Linked DNA regions of Drosophila melanogaster: region 1 is linked to region 2. The links are chromatin contacts, called in public Hi-C maps. All regions are on one chromosome and are shown on one strand. The core of a region is the stretch at or near the end of the contact, and the rest is flanking DNA. Distances in the headings are between cores, read along the strand shown. Region 1 holds the start of Exo84 (Exocyst 84). Region 2 holds the start of Lnk (Lnk,).

Region 1 (5,819 bases), core at 917-3,416, 160 kb after region 2:
TCTTGTTCTTCATTACAAAGTTGGGCTGAAAATGGCATTCTTGAAGAGAGCGGTTTTATTTAAGCTGCTTTCTAACTTACATCCACGGCCATGTCGCTGGGCGGTTTCAACGAATGCTGGGCAATGAACAGCTCCTTAAGAAGCAGTTCCAGGCTCTGCAGCAGGGTTTCGCACTTGGCCAGACAGCCGCAGTACTCGGTGAGCTGCAGGAAGTGTCTGATGAAAACCACTGTCGACTGGGTGAGATTAATCCATGTGTCGCCCGTCGCCTGGGCTCGCACATCGATACCCAAGACATCGAGCTCCAGGAGCAGACGCTTCAGGTTCGACTTGGTCTGCAAATTGTACGGCTGCCAGCTCTCCTCGGTGCGACCCACGGAGTCCAGCAGTCGCTCCTTGGATTCCTCTATGAGCGACTCGAGTGTAGTGCGCAACAGACCTTCCAAATGATAACTAATGTCCAGCCCGATCTCTGTGAGCTTTGTCGAGGGCTTGCGCACTCGCTCCACACATTTGGCCACTGACTCCAGGGAGGTTCCCTTGGTCAGGTAATGCTTTATCAGTTGGCTGGCAAAATATTGCAGCTCCGCATTGCACCAAACCACGAGCGCTGCAAGAATTAGATAGTAGTAATACTTAAATGTAGACAGAAATAGGAATGAAGCTTACCGCTAACGCACGCCGGTTGCTTCTCAAAGGCGGTGAGAAAATCACAGGCCACCTGCGTCAGGTCACAAAAGAAGAGTTCCGATATATCCGCATTATTCCTGCGCGCCTCCCGTTGCGCCACCCGCAAACTGACGGCGCAGACCTTCAGCAGAGTGGCACTCGCCTGCCGATAGCGACCCATCTCTACGAGAATCTTCAGAGGCCGCTTGGCTGCTCTCAGAGCGATCTGCAGATTGCGATTGTGACTGTTGGACAACTCCTTGAGCAGCACATTGATCAGCTTCAGCTCCTGCTGCTTCACCTTGGTTTCAATGGCGTCCGCTAGTGGCAACTTCTTTCGGTTCTCGTTTCGCAAGAAGTCCTGGGTTCGCTTTATCAGCTCCTGGGCATCCTCGAAATGCCGTTGGGCCACCAGGGTCTGAATCTCTTCACTGGCCGTGCTTAGCCACTCGGGCGTCTCATCCTCCAGGGATTTGGGCTGTCCGGGACTCTGGGGTGTGGTTTCCTTCTCCGGAGTCGAAGCTTTTGACTGCTGTTTGGCCCGAGTTGGAGGCTGTGGCGCCTGGCCCTTTTTTGGTTTCTTTTGCTGGTCAAAGCGGAAGGCCTCTTCGAGCTTCTCTATCCACTCCGTCTTCCCAGCAGCCGTGATGCTTTGATAGATCTTGGAACCATCTGGAGTAATGATATTAATGGCATTCTTAACGCCATCCAAGTCCTTAATGTTAATCACGGCTATTTTCTTGGGGTCGTACTCGGTGAGGAAATCCAAGCGCCTGAAAAATATTACTATTAGTTTTTGCTATATGCTTTAGTATAGGAAAACCTACTTATCATGCTTCACTTTGCAGACAATCAGTACATCGTTGAAGAGGAAAAAGAAGACCCTTTGAATGGGTCGATAATCATTACTGTCCAACTCGATTAGAGCTCCCTCGTTGAGGAAGGTCTTGCCTTCCAGATTGCCATTGAAGCCCTGGACCATTTCCTTGACCGCCCGCGTGGCATGGCTATTCTCCAGATCCTCCGTCGCCGTAGTGCTCTCCGCCTCCAAACTCTCTGCCTTCAGGTGACTGGAAGTCTTGCCATCCGTCATGGTGGCCAGAATATTGCGCTGCTCAATCAGAATGTGCGACAGTTGATACATTTCCGACTCGAGATCTGCGATGCGAAAATATTAACATAAATGTATATTGATATTGGGGGGCGTAAACTACGTGATATCTCCTTGGCCGTCTGTATAAACTCCATATAGTTCTTTTTGCATGTTTGCTTGAGCGTTGCTGCCGTCGTTTCGTTGTAGGCCTCGATTTCCTTTTTTCGCTGCTGCAAATCGCTGCCACCCACACATTCTCGTGTCAGGTCCTTGGTATCTGGGAACGTTGTACTTATTAGTAGACTGATTAATGCTAAATAGACATAGGAATACTTACATTTCTCAACGCTAAAATTAAAATCGTCGAACTCCTTCATGATTCTGATTGGAATGTAAACTGCAGCTGACGCAGAGCCATTCACAACGAACGAGCGTCATCATGAGGTGTCGATTGTAAGGTTGCTGATGCTATAGAAAATGCCATGTTTTCACTGCAGTTTTCCCTGGTATTAGATAAATCTATAAATCTAGAACATTTTTATTTAGTTTTAAGTAATAGGAGATTAATTAAGATTTAAAACCTATGAAAAGTTTTATTCGAACTGAACGGCTACGTCAAAGACCTTTTAGAGATCAACAAATTTATTCGCATTTACATTTCGGATTTTCATCTTAGGTATGATTAGGCGTTGAAGCCCTGAATACTTTTTATTCGAACTGAACTTTTAAATATAAACGACTACGTCAAAGATCTACGTTAAAAATCAAGAAGACATATGTCTATATGTATACTATTCATTACAATGTGTGTGTGTTGTATTGTAATAAATTAAAATTATTTTCCACCTGTTGCTAATTCACTAAGTTGAAGTGTGAACAGTTCTTTCAGAGTGCACCGGCAAAGCTTCTTCTTCCCACTAGCACTATTCGCATGTAAGCGCCAACACGTCTTGGCCACCTTAGAATCGCGCACACCCTTCGCTTATTGTTTTGGTTGATGAGTAATCTTTAGGAAACTCCGTCATTCTTCGTAATTAAATCTTGCAGTTAAGATATCCTTAAACATGGACTGGCTATTCGGCAAGAAGATCAGCCCCGATGAGATGCTGCGTAAGAATCAGCGGGCGCTCAACAAAGCGATGCGAGATCTGGACCGCGAGCGGATGAAAATGGAGCAGCAGGAGAAGAAGATTATCGCGGATATCAAGAAGATGGCCAAGGAGGGTCAAATGGATGCCGTGAAGATCATGGCCAAGGATCTGGTGCGCACGCGGCGGTATGCCAAGAAGTTCATGCTGATGAAGGCAAACATCCAGGCGGTGTCCCTCAAAATTCAGACGCTCAAGTCGCAGAACACAATGGCACAGGCCATGAAAGGTAAACATTGGCTATTTGGCTGATTCACCCGCTTATCAAGCAATTATGCTTATCTTCCAGGTGTCACGAAGGCCATGCAGAACATGAACCGCCAGCTGAATCTCCCGCAAATCCAGAAGATCCTGCAGGACTTCGAGAAACAGTCGGAAATGATGGACATGAAGGAGGAGATGATCAACGATGCCATCGATGACGCCATGGAGGACGAGGGCGACGAGGAGGAGACGGATGCTGTTGTGTCCCAGGTGCTGGACGAACTGGGTCTGCAATTGGGCGAACAGCTGGGAGACCTTCCTTCCGCCTCCGGTTCCCTTTCCATAGCCGGCGGCGCTGGCGCTCAGAAAGCACAGGCTGTGGCCGCTGGTGGCGTTGGCGGCGGTGGAGCCGCCGGCGGAGGTGGAGCTAGTGGTGGCGGCGCTGGTGGTCCGGGAGCTCCCGGTGGCAGTGGTGCCTCATCGCCCATGTCCGATGCCGATGCGGATCTTCAGGCGCGCCTGGATAAGCTGCGCAAGGATTGAGCCGCTACTAAGAACCACTGCCTGTCCACTTTATGTAAGAGCCACCACCCGTTTGTATCTCCCAGAAGCGAATGTTATATTAAAGAGAATGCTTGTGATTTTCGTTCCCTGCGTGTTTGAAAAATCGATGAGTAATTAGCATTTACAAGCTATAATGGAAAGAACTGGGTAGTGCTGCAATCGCACAGCCTAGCTACAAACAAATTCGCAATACTTGTTACTTTAGAGCTATACAATATTCGGTATTTTAAAAGATATGTACGTTTCATGCCTGTCTTCAATAAAATAAGAAAAAGGAATTTCCAAATCATGAAATTATATATATATGTATATACATATATTCAGCTTTAACTATAAATGCAAAATTGTGTTTATCTGAATAAAAAGAAGTACTTTCCTAAATTTGTACTATTGGGTACTATAGAAATATGTAAAACACTTGAAAAATGAAAATCACATAGCACTTGTATAAATAAGAAAACTTGTTTTAAATGTCATAATATGAACAGGGGATTTAATTTATTGTTTATTGCTCTTTAACGTTCCTACATTTAAAATAGTTCTCAATCCATTTGCTTTAGATAACATATAATTCCAGAATAACTTTTGCCTAGCTCCATTTTTTACTCGATATTAAAAAGTGTGTGTGTACCTCCGCTTTCCTTGATTGGGTATACTAAACTTCATGTGTATCTTGTATCTTATCGGGGTGAAGAAAAAGTACCTTATGCATTACTATTAACAAGCGTATATATGTATTTTTTTAGAGGGTACAAATGAAAGGTAAGGATAGCACTACACACATAACCGGAATATGAACAGGAAATCTAGAAGCCGCTGGCCACAAATATCTTTTCCACCTCCCCGAACACCTCTTCCGCATCCGGACTGGCATCGATCCGTTTCACCTGGCCGGCGCCCTCGAAGAACTTGATGATGGGCAGCGAGTCGTTGTTGTATGTCGAGATGCGCTTCTTCAGGCTGTCCAGGTTGTCGTCCGTCCGGCCAGAGCCGCTCTGGCCGCGGCCCAGACACCGTTTGACGCACACATCCTCGCCGCAGTCGAAGAAGAGGACAAACTGGAAGTCCACCTTCTCGGACATCTGGCGGTTCCAACCGTCCAGATTATCCTGATTGCGTGGGAAGCCGTCGATGAGGAACCGCGACTTTCCCGACGCCTTCATGGCGTTCTCCAGCAGCGAACACGTGACCTCGACGGGCACAATTTTGCCATTGCGAATGTAGTCCTCGATGAGGTTACCGAATTCGGAGCCCTCCCGCGACCGCTCCTCGCGCAGGAGATCGCCGGCCGAGAGATGGGTGAATTGGAAGCGATCCACGATCCTGGAGCATTGGGTGCCCTTGCCGGCCCCGGGACCGCCCAAAACAAAGACAATCTTTGGCTTCTCTACGCTCATGATTCCGATATTGTGTGGTGGGGCTGTGGAGGTGGTGGTGATGAACCTATTGCTGGCCTTGGAATGTCGCAATTGGTGCTGCGTCAGCGCTGATGGTGCGAGACCGACTCCTGGTGAACCGCAATCGTTGGCTACTGCTCTCAACGTCGTTCGTGCCAAAGCCCGCCACATTGACGACTGAACCAAACTGAAGGCAAATTGAATGCGTGGTTTATGTGTATGCCGCCTGCAGTACACCTCACCACTGTTTTCCACTGGAAACGTAACACCCTGTGACGTCACGCACAAGCGCAGCTGTTCGCGGGCGTCCGTTCGGCAACACTGGCGCCGGCTTTAGCGGGAAGCGAACCAATTTGAATGGCATTTTATGCAGTTTACTTCCGGTTCGATATTAAATAAATTAAATTTAATTTAAATATTCTTCTACAACATTTTTAAATGTACCCTTAAACATGCAGCTTTGCAGAGTTTGATTTTTAATTTTTTTTATTATCATGTATATTACCTGCTAAATAAGTCTTTTAAATTAGCTGCGCTTGGTTGTTTTGTATCAAGTCGGCCACTAGTTGGTAGGGAATAATATGCTGGGAGCCGGCCGCCATGTCCACCTCCTCATCATCGACGCCCACGATCACAGCGGGCACTGGAAAGCAAAACAAGAGTTAAGCGGTTATCTTAATTAGATGACAAAAGGTTATTACCTGCCACATTTGCCTTAAGAAAGACATGGCTCATCAGATTGGG
Region 2 (6,296 bases), core at 1,701-4,200:
CAACTTGGAGGCGGTGCAGCGGCAGCTGGCGGTGGAGAATACCGCGAACTCCACTGGACGGTCTCAAGCGTAATGGACTCGTCTCGGGTCTCTACCTGCCTCATATCGATGCTGCTGATAGTCTACGGCAGCTTTCGCTCCTTAAACATCGAGCAGGAGGCCCGCGAGCGGGAGCAGAAGAAGCGAAATGAATCGATGACCAATCTTCTTACCGGCGAGCCCGTCGAGAAGGAACCAAGTATGTGTGAAATGGATCTAAAAGCATAAGGAATGTTTTATAAGTTTCAGATCTGTATTTCACAGCGGATAAATTCGCCACTCTGGACACGATGCATGCCCTCTGTTTGCCCCTCGGAGCTTCCATCTCACTGCTCATCATGTTCTTCTTCTTCGACTCGATGCAGCTGCTCTTCGCCGTCTGCACAGCGAGTAAGTGTGGTTAAATTATATATATTTCTACCCGTTTATCTGCTTATGGTTTCCTTCAAAAATATTTAATAAAAGGGATCCACACAATGCAGTAACGCAGTCACAAGCTACTCTTCGAATCACATTCAAGCTTTTTAATTATAAATTTATGCGCTGATAAACTCATACTTCTTTTAATTTTCAACTCGAAAGCGATAAAAGCCATCAGAACCATTCAGCTTGCATACTTATTCAAAACATGACGAATTTTTTGCTTTATTCAATAATTTGAAATCTCTCTCCACAGTTATAGCCACCGTGGCGCTGGCCTTTCTGCTGCTGCCCATGTGCCAGTACATCATCAGGCCATGCACAGATGGAAAGCGATTCTCCTTCGGATTCTGCGGTCGCTTCACAGCCGCGGAGCTCTTCAGCTTTACGCTTTCGGTATCGATTGTGTGCATATGGGTGCTCACTGGCCACTGGCTGCTAATGGATGGTAAGAAACGATGTGAAAAAGTACGAAAGAGTTTCCTGTAACAAAGTTTTACCCCTTTTTTTTATAGCAATGGGCATGGGCCTGTGTGTGGCATTCATAGCGTTTGTGCGTCTGCCCAGCTTGAAGGTGTCCACGCTGCTGTTGACCGGCCTGCTCATCTACGACGTCTTCTGGGTATTCCTCTCCTCGTACATCTTCAGCACCAACGTGATGGTCAAGGTGGCGACGCGACCCGCCGATAATCCCGTGGGCATCGTGGCCAGAAAGTTGCATCTGGGTGGCATTGTGCGGGACACACCAAAGCTGAATCTGCCCGGAAAGCTTGTTTTTCCCAGCCTGCACAATACCGGTCACTTCTCTATGCTGGGCCTGGGTGATGTGGTGATGCCGGGCCTGTTGCTGTGCTTCGTCTTGCGGTATGATGCGTACAAGAAGGCGCAGGGCGTCACATCGGATCCCACATTGTCACCACCCAGAGGAGTTGGCTCCCGGTTGACATACTTTCATTGTTCCTTATTGGGGTAAGTTGTTGAATAAATGGAATGTTTGAGTATACGAAAAATTGCTTACTTATAAAAATATATATAAATACTAATTTCCATTACATTGCAGTTATTTCTTGGGCCTGCTAACGGCGACGGTCAGCTCCGAGGTCTTTAAGGCGGCCCAGCCGGCGCTGCTGTATCTAGTGCCCTTTACGTTATTGCCGCTCTTGCTGATGGCGTATCTGAAGGTATACTCCATGCTCGAATAGTTCCGAATTTGGTCGATATCTGTAATGTTTTGTTACTTGTTGCAGGGCGACCTGCGGCGCATGTGGAGCGAGCCGTTTATCGCGCAACAACCATCAAAACAACTGGAAGTCTGAGTGTACTCTATCTAAAAGCAAAGAAAAACAAAAAACCAACAGCATACAATGTGAAGAACACACACACATAAGATCTAATACTAACGTTTGTCTCTTAAATAACGTATTGAGTATGTATTTTTTAACTCAACTTAACTAAGTTTCGTTTTAAGTTAGGTGATCCTCGTTTTCATAGTGAAATAAAAGCAAAAACCGAGTAATTATAGTTTTTAGCCTAAGCGGAAAGGTTTTATATATTCACATATATATATACTTCATACGAGAGTTCATTCAAATTGGCTTTAATGTCTCCAATCATGCAGATAACTAGCGAGTAGAACAAAGGTCAAGCGAAATATTAGTTACTAACTAATAGGCATTACTAATAACTCTGTAAACCATAGCGAAAAGACTAGCAAGAAGACAGTTTGAGATTCGAATTTCAATCATACATCATCCACTCGAAATCTGTTCCGGGCAGTACGTTCTGTAAATACTTAAGTTATGTGTAATAATAACAAACCACCATGCAACAAATAATAGTTAGTAAGCTCGCCTTCATACACATTTAATCGAGATCCGTTTCCGTTTCACACGCTCATTTCCGTCCTTCGATTTTTTCGTTTTGTCACCCAATGTTTCCCACACATCTTCACAACCATAATGATGTTTTGCCAAAATGCATGTGTTCGTTGCAAACAATAAATCAATTAATAATGCTAGACGACAACTGTTGCACTGCGTGTGTTTCACAAAATTAAGTTTCAAGAATTTTAATTATTTACTATTAACGCAGCTAAAAATAAATAAATACTGTATGCATATGGAAACGATAGTTACATATTAATTTTAAGTAAATGCAATTTCGAAACGTATAGAAACAATAAAAATGTGAGATTTAAAACAACATTGCCTATAAGCGTTTTTTACAAAAATTGGAAGCATGTACGCTTTTTGTAATGTAGTAGGTAGATCTTTTTTGAAACCTTACATTTAAATGTTGGCGCCAAAATATTCCTAAGTTTCCCACCATTTTGCTTACCAAAGTTTACAACCTTGCGGTAATCGGGTTTTCTGTGGCGAGCGGTCACAACTTAGCGGGTAAATTCATGTTAGCGAGTACACACCTCCATTTAGCGGGGTTACGTTCCAGAAAGAACATCGATACAACAAATATCGATAGATATATACTATGCATATCGATTTTCGTCCGGCTCTAATTTTCACGGTCGAGGTTTTTTCGTTTTAAATCGCAAAAAACACAAACAAATCAGTGATAAATAATATTGCAACCAGACGGTAGCTCAAGCGGAACTGGCAACCAATGATTACGAATTAACAACAAACAAGTGTATGTGCACTTCAGTTATTGACTAACTCGCCACTTCCTTTTGCTCGCAACAACAAAACAACGCAAAAGAATATTTTGAGCGGATGTGCGTGTGTTTGTGTGTGTGTGCGTGTGAGCGAGATATCATGCACTTTGTGTAGAAAAATAAAAGCATAAAAAAGATGCCGAGCATTTAGATAATACTTAAACCGCAAAGTGAGTTATTTACATGTGTCGAGTGGCAAATTCAATAGTATTTTTGATTATATTATAAGCGTGTTCCACGCGCATATTGCGATGTGACGTAGGCGTGGAAATTCCTGTGGGAAATTTTTCACCACCGCGCCGCTGTGTGGGTGTGTGTGTCTGCCCTCGCATTTGTGTGAGTGGGTGTGTGTGGGCTACGCCGCAAGTTTGTTTTCGTTTACTTTTAATTGCCGAGAAAAAGGATTAATTGTGGCACTGAAAATGCGTGTTACTTAATGTAATGTGCAAACATGCGTAAATATTCATTACATAAATGCAAAATTCTTCAGTGTACATTGTTATGAACAAAAATATGTGCTTAAGTCTGGGCGCTTATCATTATATACATTGCATACCCGTGTTTTAAGAAAATATACCATTTTGCGCCATCAATAAGTCAGGCTGTTAAATAACTCAATAAACAGGCTTGTAAAATCAATATTGTGTTTAAATAGCAAGCAAAGCTAACTTTTTATTGTTTTGTTTTGGTCAGCACTTAATTCTTATCAAGTTTTCTAGAATTAAAGTTGCCAAAATTCCCCCAACTCGTTGAAAACCTTAATCCTGTGAGTCAGAGAATAGAAATAGATCGTTGCACATCGGCCCAATATATAATACATATAACAACTAAACTATAAATGCTTTTGTATTCTTCAAAGCGATCAGCAATGATCGCTGTTTTTGCGAAGTAACTCGACTAAACCGCGATCGCATTGTTTGTCTAACATTTCAGCGCTTTTGAAACGGACTCCAGCTGGGTAACTCGTGTGGCAAACTGAACCGGAACCGGCAGAGGCAGCGGCAGCAGGAGCAGGAGGAGGACCTGGACCAGCGGAACTGGCAACCACCTGGCCAAATGGGTGGCAATAGCACAGGAGCGAATACGAGCGCCTTCAGCGCTGGCGGTTACATTGGGCCCACGTCGGCCAGCAGTCATCACAGCCTGGGAACTTCATCGGCGGCAGCGGCAGCAGCAGCAGGAAGTGACCTGATACCCGCACCAATTGGCACGGGCAACGCCATGGGAGTGTCTTCGTATGCATACGGTGGAACCAGTTGGGAGGAGTTCTGCGAACGACACGCCAGAGTGGCTGCCTCGGATTTCGCCAAGGCGTGCATCACGTACATTAATGGCAATCTGCCGCCGGAGGAGGCGAGGAACATCCAGCATCGCAGCTTTGCTCAGAAATTTGTGGAATCCTTTTCGGCGCACTACGACACGGAGTTCTTCAAGCGGAGGAGCACTCTTAAATCAGGTGCGGGCTCGCTGGACTTCGAGGAGGAGCACGAGGTGCCAAAACTGCTCTCAAAGTCTCTATTAAGACGACTATCATTCAAAGGACTGCGCAAGGGCAAGGTGAGTTGATGCTCTTCTCAAATCCTCTCGAAATCATTGAATAGATTGATTTTTGATTATTTCGAGGCCACACTTGATGCTTATACTTTTTTTTTAGACATGATTGTTGTTTTCTGTCCGATAATACCCATTAAGAAGGTCACGAATCACGAACTAAAAGTATGCAGATAAAAGCATTCACTTTAGCATTCTTTGCATTCTGTCCATAAGTCCGATTAGACCTCACTGAAGTGGTATTATTATCTTCTATTTGATTTGTTGAATACGTCATGATTATCAGAACATGCTGTCAATTATGCAAGTCTTTCTTTCAATTTTGCAGATCATGAAGTATTTCACATTGATTAAAAAGCTTTTCAGTGCCAGGATGTTTTATAGTCGGAAACTCCGGCTATATTGTCACCACTTGTTTTAACTGTCAAAGATCTCTTTGCTGCAGGCCTTCTTCCACAAGAACTCGGATGACTTGGATGGCAGCGGTGGCAGCGGCAAGCAGAGCAAGACGAAGCTGGCCAAGATCGTTGTGGAGTGCCGGAAGGAGGGCACAGTGAACAACCTGACGCCGGAAAGTCTGGATCAACCGACGGGCTCCCAAAAGTGGGAGAAGTGTCGACTTGTACTGGTCAAGGCCGTGGGTGGCTACATGCTAGAGTTTTACACGCCGCACAAGGCGACTAAGCCGCGCAGTGGAGTCTTTTGTTTCCTCATCTCGGAGGCTCGCGAAACAACGGCACTTGAGATGCCGGACAGGCTGAACACATTCGTCCTCAAGGCAGACAACAACATGGAGTATGTGATTGAGGCGGAGAGCGCGGAGGAGATGCGGAGTTGGCTAGCCACAATACGGTACTGCATGCGAACGCCACCCACTCAGCAGCCAACGATCGAGTCGGATGGTGTTATGGCGTCCGCCATGCAAACATCGCCGACACTTCCGAGTCCCAATCCCATTGGTGGGATTCAGAATCCGCAGTACCAGCAGCAGCGCGGCTCGAATGGCAATCTGGTGGGAGGTGGAGCTCCGCTCACCTCATCGCTGTCTGCAGACAGTGCTTTGGGCCAGGGAGGAGCCACTTCTGCCAGCGAACTAAATGTCATCAACGAATTGGGCACCTCACCGACCTCCGGGCCACCTGACATACCTGTAAGACCCCATCGAGGTGAACAGCGCCTGTCCGCCTCAAGCAACTTCGATGGCATCGAGGGCACGGAAAATGATGCAGATGTGGCGGATCTGACGGCTGAGATGAGCGTGTTTCCCTGGTTCCACGGCACACTGACGCGATCAGAAGCTGCCAGAATGGTACTCCATTCGGATGCAGCCGGACATGGATACTTTTTGGTGCGACAGAGCGAAACGCGCCGCGGCGAGTTCGTTCTGACCTTTAACTTCCAAGGACGAGCCAAGCATTTGCGGCTCACCATTTCGGAGAAGGGTCAGTGTCGGGTGCAGCACCTGTGGTTTCCCTCGATCCAGGAAATGCTCGAACACTTCCGCCACAACCCGATACCACTGGAATCGGGCGGCACTTCGGATGTGACTCTTACCGAATGGGTGCACTCACACAGCAGACTGAATGACCCGACGACGGCAGCAAATCATGACTCA

Evidence for each region. A called contact is a pair of places that touch in the nucleus more often than the background predicts.
Region 1: a Hi-C map of the OSC cell line shows a contact between it and region 2, with 3 times the contacts expected there. The contact joins the promoter of Exo84 here to the promoter of Lnk in region 2. A contact is called at or near these places in 57 of 107 Hi-C or Micro-C datasets (the Clone 8 cell line, the D17-c3 cell line, the Kc167 cell line and 21 more) and 1 of 6 datasets of contacts at active chromatin or transcription factors (the Kc167 cell line).

Annotation. Positions count from the first base shown.
Region 1 is chr3R:26,050,091-26,055,909 of dm6, forward strand. Exo84 (Exocyst 84) reads right to left here and starts at 2,167. Exons shown (of 6, transcript NM_206576.2): 1 at 2,100-2,167; 2 at 1,881-2,039; 3 at 1,497-1,827; 4 at 670-1,442; 5 at 81-610; 6 at 1-25. The coding sequence starts at 2,139. It overlaps Vps2 (Vacuolar protein sorting 2), which reads left to right and starts at 2,731. Exons shown (of 2, transcript NM_143198.2): 1 at 2,731-3,139; 2 at 3,200-4,038. The coding sequence starts at 2,827. The coding sequence ends at 3,657. It overlaps Cmpk (Cytidine/uridine monophosphate kinase 1), which reads right to left and starts at 5,348. Exons shown (of 1, transcript NM_143199.3): 1 at 4,147-5,348. The coding sequence starts at 5,246. The coding sequence ends at 4,485. Sld5 reads right to left here. Exons shown (of 3, transcript NM_143200.4): 2 at 5,777-5,819; 3 at 5,567-5,718. The coding sequence ends at 5,597.
Region 2 is chr3R:25,885,592-25,891,887 of dm6, forward strand. Lnk (Lnk,) reads left to right here and starts at 2,951. Exons shown (of 4, transcript NM_170247.2): 1 at 2,951-3,474; 2 at 4,064-4,687; 3 at 5,127-6,296. The coding sequence starts at 4,187. SppL (Signal peptide peptidase-like) reads left to right here. Exons shown (of 7, transcript NM_143180.2): 2 at 1-238; 3 at 304-429; 4 at 716-907; 5 at 975-1,428; 6 at 1,520-1,640; 7 at 1,707-2,639. The coding sequence ends at 1,775.